Regions from separate parts of the Sus scrofa genome. Here regions 1 and 2 are each linked to region 3. Evidence: chromatin contacts called from public Hi-C and promoter capture Hi-C data. All regions are on one chromosome and are shown on one strand. Each heading gives the region's core, a stretch centred on a gene start, on an enhancer-like site or on the middle of the called end of the contact. The rest is flanking DNA. Distances are from core to core; before and after follow the strand shown.

The links. Promoter capture Hi-C pulls out the DNA fragments that hold promoters and counts their contacts. Hi-C and Micro-C count contacts between places; a contact is called where the count stands out from the background.
Region 1: a Hi-C map of liver shows a contact between it and region 3, with 1.9 times the contacts expected there. The contact joins two enhancer-like sites. A contact is called at or near these places in 2 of 47 Hi-C or Micro-C datasets (liver and mesenteric adipose tissue).
Region 2: a promoter capture Hi-C map of liver shows a contact between it and region 3, with 18 times the contacts expected there. The contact joins the promoter of METTL8 here to the enhancer-like site in region 3. A contact is called at or near these places in 3 of 5 promoter capture datasets (fetal liver, fetal skeletal muscle and liver), 23 of 47 Hi-C or Micro-C datasets (adipocytes, alveolar macrophages, blood and 16 more) and 2 of 2 datasets of contacts at active chromatin or transcription factors (alveolar macrophages and skeletal muscle).

What each region holds. Positions count from the first base shown.
Region 1 is chr15:77,517,920-77,521,273 of Sscrofa11.1, forward strand. The region is part of intron 4 of METTL8 (methyltransferase-like protein 8); the gene reads right to left. Among named protein-coding and RNA genes, the nearest start is that of METTL8, 45 kb to the right of the region's middle. Within about 2 kb of position 1,277, at least 3 of the 83 cell types and tissues checked have an H3K27ac peak or open chromatin away from gene starts, as enhancers often do. A contact at or near this core is called in liver, where this site is marked.
Region 2 is chr15:77,562,787-77,565,860 of Sscrofa11.1, forward strand. It overlaps METTL8 (methyltransferase-like protein 8), which reads right to left and starts at 1,706. Exons shown (of 12, transcript XM_001925591.5): 1 at 1,459-1,706. DCAF17 (DDB1- and CUL4-associated factor 17) reads left to right here and starts at 1,843. Exons shown (of 12, transcript XM_021076469.1): 1 at 1,843-2,317; 2 at 2,738-2,841. The coding sequence starts at 2,192.
Region 3 is chr15:77,135,376-77,138,402 of Sscrofa11.1, forward strand. No RefSeq gene overlaps it. Among named protein-coding and RNA genes, the nearest start is that of GORASP2, 38 kb to the left of the region's middle. Within about 2 kb of position 1,311, at least 19 of the 83 cell types and tissues checked have an H3K27ac peak or open chromatin away from gene starts, as enhancers often do. A contact at or near this core is called in fetal liver, liver, retroperitoneal adipose tissue and 2 more, where this site is marked.

The sequences.
Region 1 (3,354 bases), core at 27-2,526, 380 kb after region 3:
CTAGGTATATTTCTTAAAGAGTTGAAAACAAGGACTTAAATAAGTACATGTACACACGTGTTCACAGCAGCTCTATTTACAAGAGCCAAAAGGCAGAAATTGCTTAAATGTCCATCAGTGAATGAATGGATAAACCAACTCTGGTATATATACACAATGGAATATTATTCTGTCATAAAAAGGAATGAAGCATTGATACATGTGTAATGCGGATGGGCTGCCTAGATTTTAGGCTAATTGAAAGAAGCCAGACCCAAGAGATCATACATTGCATGATCTCATTTATACAAAATATCCAGAAGAGGTGACTCTGTAGACACAAAACACAGATTAGTAATTGCCAGGGCTCAGAACTGTACATGAGTATAAACTGCTTAACAGGTAAGGGATTTTGCTTTAGAGTGATAAAAATGTTTTTGAATGAGTTAGAGATGCTGCTTACACAATGTTGTGAATGAAACTAATGTCACCGAATCGTTCACCTTAAAATGGTTAACTTTATGTGAAATTCATTTAAACTATTAAGAATTAAGAGCCCATAGGCAGATGTAAATACTAGCAATACAAATATCCAGATACTTGAGGGCAAATATTATTCAGGATATTAGAAATTTAAAAAAGGGTATTTTTATTTCTTCTCATAAAAATTTTGAAAAAAGGTTCATATATAAATAGTTTTTACTGACTAAACTAGAAGCTAAAGGGAAAGTGAACTATAGACAGTTCTAACGTCTCTGAGAGAAAACATGTGTGCCTTTAAAGAAATATCTTAAAGAATCAAAATTCAGCACAAGAAAACATTATTCTTTATATAAAGGAGGAAATGAAAGAAGAGAGGACTTTTTTTTGGTCTCTTTAGGGCCAAACCCACCCGCATATGGAGGTTTCCAGGCTAGGGGTCAAATTGGAGTTGCAGCCGCTGGCCTATGCCACAGCCACAGCAATACCAGATCTGAGCCGCGTGTGCAACGTACATCACAGCGCACAGCAACACCTGATCCTTAACCCACTGAGTAAGGTCAGGGATCGAACCTGCGTCTCCATGGATACTAGTCAGATTCATTTCCGCCGAGCCATGACGGGAACCCTGAGAGAACTTTTGGACAGAACTTTGGACCTGAATTAAGGGGAAAGTAAACCTGTCCTCTGGTTTTCAGTTTAACTTACATGTCTCCTCCTCAAGCCAAAAAAAAAAGGAGGGGGTGGAGGTAAGGGGGGTGGGGACGCAGGAACGTGATGTGAAGCAATTACATGATGTGAAGCAATTTCCTCCCTCCTCCTTTGGAGGAAATTATTGTTATGATTATTAGAGTGTGTCTTTGAAGTGAGTTCACTGGAGATATCCTGGCACAGGCAGGATAACCTCTTGGAGGGTACGTTATGGAGGAGGATGGATTAAGAGAACAGATCAAGGTTTTTCAAATGGATCAACCGACCCCTAAAGGTCCTCTAAGCTGCTGGAGTGAGGGAGGGGTGGGAGAGGAAAAGGGAGGTAGAGCTGTTGACACCTTAAGCCTCCAGGCCCACTTCACTCAGAGTAGGGTTTTTTTTTAACCTTTTAAATATTGTGATTGTAATGTTAAGACTTCACTTATGAGAAAATTCTGCTCCTAAGGAAAAGCTTGGAAGTTCCTGGTGTGGCTCAGAGGGTTAAGAACCTGACTAGCATCCATGAGGATGTAGATTTGATCCTCACTCAGTGGGTTAAGGATCTGTTGTTGCCTCGAGCTGCGGCACAGGTCACAGATGTGGCTTGGATTTGGCATTACTGTGGCTATGGCGTAGGCCTGTAGCTGCAGCTCCAACTGGACCCCTCGCCTGGAAACTTCTGTATGCCATGGGTGCAGTCCTTAAAAAAATAAAGTTTGAAAACCACTGGACTGGCTCAAGGATTCCTAAACCCGGCTACTCAACAGGTTTACTCAAAGAGCTTTTTCAAATGACAAACTCCTGGGCCATACTTCTAGACCTAGTGAAATAATAACCTTCCAAGGGATTCTTGGGCAGCAGCCCTAACCACAGTGTTTGAGAGGCACTGAGCCAGATGACCCCTGCCTCCCTGAAAGCCTATGACGACAGAACTTAAACGTGCAGGCAGGAACCTTGGGCAAAAGAACTGGTGGTAGCAGATGGAAAAAGAGATGCAGAAACTAACTCTTTAGAGTCTAATGACAAAGAAACAAAAAATAAACAACAACAACAACAACAACAACAAAACCCTGGCAAATGAGGAGCTTGCCTAGGATCAGAAGTTCTTCTGGAGGTTTAACTGCTTGGCATTTGTCTCATAGCCTATTATAACTGTCCAAATTAATGATGATAGGTAAAATGGTTTAATTCAGCAACCTTCAAGAAAGTCTAATGTCAACCACACATGTAATTTAAAATTTTCTAGGAGCCACGTCAAAAAAAGTGAAAATAAATTAATTTTAATAATACATTTTATTTACTTCAATATATGAAAAATGATTTTTAACATTTAATTAAGTTCAAAAACTATTAATGATATATTTTACCTCTTATTTGTATTAAGTCTTCAAAAGATTATAGCACATCTCAATTAAACTAACAAGGTTTCAAGTGCTTAATAATCACATGGGGCTAGTGGCCACCGTATCATATAGTGTAGGACCAATTCATAAAAGGTCAATCTATTTCCTTTTAAAATTGAAATTATGTTGCAGCAAAAACACAAGAAGTCCATGAATCACCTTCCAAGCTTTAGAGGCACTGCTCTCAAAAATAGTCAGTGAAGAATTTTGTCTGCAGATATCATACCCAACCTTACATCTTCAGCCCTCCCTCTCTCTTCCTAGCAGTGGAGTCTTGTGTTCTGGACATTTTTCTCAGAATGTCTTGCTCCCAAAACCTATTAAAAATATTTTAAACTAAATGCACCATCTTTGGAGTTCCCATCATGGTGCAGCGGAAATGAATCCTACTAGGAACTATGAGGTTGCGGGTTCAATCCCTGGCCTCTCTCAGTTCATTAAGGATCCGGCATTGCTGTGGCTGTGGTGTAGGCCAACAGCTATAGCTCTGATTTGACCCCTAGCCTGGGAACCTCCATATGCTGCAGGTGCAGCCCTAAAAAGCAAAAAAAAAAAAGTTAAATGCACCATCTTTATTCCAAAATAGAAAAAAAAAATCAATGTACCTCTTGAATTTTTCTATTTCCATTAGTCATCTAGGATCAAACCTTCAGAATCAAATGTTTCCTTTTCCTTTATTCTACAAAAGCACTAAGTTCTCATTTTTCTTTCTTTGCCATCTCTGTCTCATCAGCCCTTCCTGACTCCTAGTTCCACCCACTGATCTGCCCAGTATACTATTACCTAAATACTTACACTTAAT
Region 2 (3,074 bases), core at 456-2,955, 430 kb after region 3:
TTACAGGCTTAAATAAAGGGGTGAAGTCATTGTGTAATCTCTCAACACAAGGACAATATAAACGGGCTTTTCGGTAAGGAATTTATGCCCCAAAGTACAGTGAAGATTGTTTTAGAGCATTATAGGTCCAGCAAAAACAGTCTCATTGGTAACAATGAACAAGCAATCATCAGAATTTATGTGTATTATAGTTTTGCTTCATTTAACATATAATTGAGCATTATAGCTGTACAAAAGATACAACATAAGGAGTTTATATACAGTTTCATATTTGCATATATTTAACATACTGATCATATTTTAAGTTAATCCTGGGTATCTACGTGGGTTTGAGAAATTCTGCTCTGGGTGATTGGGAGCCACGTAAAAGCTTTAATAGGGAAATGACAGATTTGTGCTTTAGAAAAATCGTTCTGGCAGCAGAGTGGAGGGCTGGAATTGAAAGTATTTAAGTAAGGCAGAAAGGAGGCTATTTAACATAATAATGTGATAAAATGGTGAGGCCCTAAATTATGCTGGGGTATGAAGAGGAGACAGATATCAAAATCAAAAGTACTTGGTTGAGGATGAGGGAAAAGATGGCTGTCCCTTGGGTGACTTGGGGCTTGGAAGGTGAGATAAAGACCACTGGAAGACAAATAAGTGGGGGTGAAGGGGAAGATGAAAAAAGATTATGAGTTCAATTCAGCAATGATTTGAATTTCATTTCAGCCAAAGAAAATCCCGTTATCTTTTCTGGGTCCCAGTTTTCTCAGCGACAGCTGCATTCATGAATTAGCAAATTAACTATTATAGCGCTCTCTAAAAATATACAAAGCACTCCACAGTATGCTGTAAATAAGATATGAAAAATCAGCAAAAGCCTAGGCCCTAAAGGAAATTCAGCAGGGTTAAAAAGAGATATGACAAATTTTTCCTAAACACTTAACCCAACACACTCACCCAGGGTTGTACTTTTTGCTCTGTCAGATGGAGTTGCTGCCTTGCCTACCTCTGAACAAGAGGCCACGTGGGAAATGCAAAGACACCACCCTCAAGGGACTCACAAGCAGAGCAATAGGACAAGTCTGGTGCAAGATTGCTGAAAATGCAGTGTAGTGGGAACTCTGACCTACAGGCAGGGATAGTCACAAAGTCATCTTTTACTTAAGAGCAATCAAACTGGAATGCCTCGGGCAGTTCAATAATAATGTAAATATGTGATATTTCATTCCCGATAAGGAGGGAGTAAAATGTGAAAGGAAAATGCAGCAATTATTGCAAAACCTGCCCGCGTCTCTGAGGGCCACAGCAGGGCAGACCTCTGGTAAAGGGTAATTCAACTCCAGTTTGGCGGGAATGCCAGCATCTTCACCACTAACTCATAACACAAAAGCAGTGTTTACTGATCCCAAATGTTTAACTATACATCTCATCCAAAACGTTCACAGTACACTGAAGGGAAAGCCGAGGGCGTACCTTTCTTTAGCACATGATGCTGCCTCGGGGGGAAGGGATCGCACACGACACAATGCCCCTCTCGGCGTCCCGCCAGAGCCTCCCAAAGCAAGAGTCCAGGGGTTCAGAGGCTTGGGGGTACCGGGCGGCAAGAAACGAACCCCTGGGCGAAGGGCGTATTCTAAGAAACCGAGACCAGGAGGCGGCAGTACAGAGCCACCAGGCCCTCCCCCGGCGCCGCGTGCAGACCCGGAAAAGCGCGCCAGGCCTACAGCGCAGACTCAGCCCAGCCCCAGGAGGAGGGGCGGGGCGGGGCTGTGGTGGGTTGAAGGCGGGGCCAGGGCAAGGGCTCGCTGCCCGCTGCCTGATGGGGATTGTAGTTCTGGGAACAGGCCAGGCTCCCTCAGCGTGTACTGGGAACTACATTTCCCGGTGAGGGAACGGCTCCATCCGACCGCGCGTTACGCAGGCGTCGCGCTGTCGGCAGCCGGGTCCCGAGCCCTAGAGCGTTGGAGGGGCCGACGGAGAAGGGAGTTGCTTTTCCTTCCCACTTCTCCACTCACGGGCAGCACCGGCTCTGCCTCCCCTCGCCCCACCGCCCTGCGCCCACTGCCAGGCTCCCGGTGTCACCTTTTCCTGGGCCCCTCAGGGAGTTGGGGCCTGGAGGTTCGGCGGTAGGGGCCCTTGCTCTGCGCGGGAGTGAGGGGCGCGCCCCTCTTGGGCCCGGACAACTCCGCGATTGGCCCGCGCCTCCATGGGGCCAAGTCAGAAGCCCAACGTGTGCTGCCGGCTAAGTCGCCGGGCGCTGGGCTTCTTCTCGCGCGACGCGGGCGTGGTGCAGAGGACCAACCTGGGCATCCTGCGGGCGCTGGTGTGCCAGGTGACCACCCGCCACCGGGAGCCGGACCTGGGGCAGCGGGGCGACGGGGCGACGGGGAGGTCAAGCCTTCTTGCTGGGGTGCAGTTTTTCTGCAGGACAGCCCGTTTTTAAGATCTCACATGATGGTCAGGGTGATCCAGGCCTTGAAGCGGGGGGATTAGTAAATAACCATTAAAACGGAACCGCCGCATGCTTTTAGTTTTAACCTTCGTATATCTTCTTAGAAACAGTTTTTCTAAAATCGATCACTCCACTTAAGCCAAAACGCGAGGGCAGATTGAGGAAGCATTGAACATAATGTTTTCTAAAAAGTACATGAAATTACTTTGCAAACTGTCAATTTAACCATCCAACTTAAAATTGGTGCAGAGTGGAAGCTTATGAGTTATTTCCTAAACTGAAGTTCCTTGTGTCTTTCAGGAAAGTACTAAATTTAAGAATGTTTGGACGACTCATTCCAAGTCACCTATAGCCTATGAGAGAGGAAGAATATATTTTGATAATTATCGATGCTGTGTCAGCAGGTATCTGGTGAAAATTTTTGTTGTAATTCATTTGACTGTTGATCTGAACTCTAATATTTATGGAAACACTTATGCCTACATTAGTGCTTGTGAAATAAGAGAATGGAAAAATGGGTCCAAAAATAAGAGTAGGGGATAAAATGTGTGTAACTTAAAAATCTTGTTAAACCTAAAGCTTGAGGTTTCATTTTCATTTTATTGGTATTCGCTATAATACCAATTTATAGCGAATT
Region 3 (3,027 bases), core at 61-2,560:
GTGTTGATAGACTTTGTAAAAACATATTTGAATTACTTTTTAACCCACGAAAACAATAGGGCTATTTTCATGTAGGGGAGAAGTAGGAGACTTAGCCAGGACTGCTGAGCCTGGAGTGGAGGGGCTTGCCATCTCTGGCGGCATTTAAAAGCTCTCTACTAAGAGATCCCTAACACTGGCCCTAGATTAGAATTATCAGTGACGTTTGCCTTTGTAGACTTACACTGTGATCATCTGCAGTGTTAGTAAACTGTCACTTTGGCCAGAAACTGAACCTCTGTGGTTCAGACACCTATCCTGAGCAGAAAGACGCAGAGACAGGATGGCAGGAGAAACACATTGTCTCTAGGGGCTGTCCTGGCATTTAGATCTCAGGAAATGTTAGGTACATGAAGTATACACAGTTCTAACATTGTTTCACTTGAGGTTGTCAGCTGAGCAACCTGTGTGTTTTGGGTGGTGGGGAACATAAATGTGAGAGCAAACTCCGTCTGTCTTATTGAATAAAAGCAAGAGGAGACAGGTTACTATTGCCTCAGTCCAGGAGCTCAAGCTCATTCTGATTTTAATAAAGCATTTACCCTCCTTGGTGTCTGCCAAGTGTTTGTTTTTCCTTTCCTGGAATGACCAGAACTAAAAAGGGCATGAAACCTCAGAGTCAGAGAAATCTGTCTTTCCAAATTGAGATCTCTGCTAGGAAAATGCTGTCACCTGAGATGAAAACTCAACCCACTGGGGCTTCCAGGTCCTCTACATGAAGGTTGACTGTGGACATGGAAAGGGGCAGAAGAGAAAGAGGAGGGGTCCCTGGGCAGACACTGAGGGATGTTGGTGTGTTGTACCTGAAGGAAATTGTTTTCTAATTTTATTACATATATGTGCATTTTAACATGCATTGGAAAAATAGAGCTGCTTCCTAGGACAAGGCTAAAATAGCTTCCTTTACAAATAAACTTTGGTGAGAAAAAGGAATCAATTTACAGAGAAGTGCTGCATTGATAGCAGGCACCAGGAACCAAGCTGAGTGAGTTTTTCTATTAATTCTCCCTGGCCTCCCGGCAGGTGGTACTGATCGCTCCATTTACCAGAAAAGAAACCTCCTCCAGTTTATACAGCGGGGAACTTTGGGGTAGGACCTGACTCCTAGTAGGTCGGTCCACACCCAGGTCTCAGTTCTGTCTCCACACACCGGCTGGCCACAGCGCCGAACATTGGCTTTTGCCCCGGGATTTCTGTTTAATTCACCGCCACGTGGAGCGGGAGCCAGTCCACAGTACGCGCCTCTGCCGGCAGGTGGCGCCGCGAACCTGGAAAAGCCGCGCCCCGTTGGAGGCCACGGGGTCTCCGGGCCGGCCTCGCAGGGCCCTGGGGCGGGGCTGGGGAGTCGCGGGAGGGGCCCCAAGGATGGGGGTGACTGTTGTTTTTTTTTCGAAAAGGGCTCCTGGAATTGGTCCTGTGCTTCCCTTTTATGGCAGACAAGTTTAGCTGAGTGGGGATGCAGAAAAGCCTGGGTGCATTCACCAAAAGGAGCTCTTTTTCAACACAATTTTAAAGTAAATATATCAACCTGAAGATTAAGATAAAAAGGAAAAGCCCTACGGGTGTCTGTAAACTCCTCAGATATGGCAAGAAACATCAGAAGTCTGAGAACCTGGTGGGGAGAGGCAGGGTCTTGCTCCCCCCATTCCCCAACCCCAGGCTTCCCCCTGAGGTTAGAGCCTGGATGTGGGGGCGCACCTCCCATGGCCCAACAACCCTCCGTGGGCTGGCTGGACTCGGGGCCTCTCTCATCCTCCCCACAGCTCCATGAGGAGAACCTTCCTGCTTTGCAGGCCCAGGAGCATCTAGAGGGACAGCTAGGTTTGGGCCCATGTGATCTCAATCCAAAGACATTCACCCCACTACTTATAATGAGTAATTTAGTACCCACGTGATGATAGTAAGGGACAGAAATGGGATGACTTCCACCGGAGGAAGTCCGAGAAGACTTCCGGGGGAGGTGACGTCAGGGCTTTGAAGGATACATAGAGGTTCTCTGGCGAAGTGGAACGTCACTGTGGGCAGAAGCAACAGCATCCGCCAATGGCATGAAGGTATGTGGCCCATAGTGTGTCCTGGGACCGCACATTGCTCCGAGTGGCTGGGGCGGGAATGGTGACGTCTGGCGTGGCAGCAGTTGCAACTTGGGGGCTGGGGCGGGAGGGTGCTTGGATGCCATGCCAGGGAGCTCAAGTTGTGCCTTAATGAAGAGCTGATGAAAGCTTTTCTGTTTTGTTTTTAGAAGGGAGTAGGTTTGCCCTTGACAAAGATCAGTGGTTTGAAAAACAGTGGTTTTAGCCAGCAGATAGCCTTTTGAAAATAAAATATGTGGAGCATAGACTTAAAAACCAAAAAGCAAGGTGGAGCTGCTGGCAGCTTCCCTCTGAGCAGGAGAGAAAGGTCGTTAGCAGGCGTCCCGCAGAGTGCATGTGGTGGGGGGAAACTTTAGGATCTCATCTTATCTCGAAAGAGACTTAAAACCCAAAGAAGCACCATGATGCCCTGTCTCCCACCTTCCAATCCCCCTCATTCCCAAGTCCAGCACCCTGCTCTCTGTGTGACTGGGGAGTCTATAGAGGTCTGGGGAGAGCCAAGAGCCCAGAGGAGTGAGGTTTCTTCTTCGTCTGCAGCTCCTTTCCACCTGGGCGCAGGAAAGCAATCCACAGACCAGTGCTTCTCCACCCTGGTGCTTTAAAACAAAACACGACGACAACAACAACAACAGCAACCAACCATGCATATACACCAAGGAGAGCAGCTTGGGGGTTGGGGGGCCTTGGAGATCTCTTTCAATTCCTCGAGTTCCAGATGAAGATGGTGAAATCCAGAGAGGTTAATTGGGCTCACAGCTACACCGGTGGTAGAGCTGGCCCTAGTACCCAGGTGGAAATGGGAACCATTCCTGTTCTTTCAGCTTGGCCCCAGCCTGTGCCAGGTGGGGATGGGATGGGTGGGTTACCGACCAGGGTTCTTGGCCTTCCTAACAAA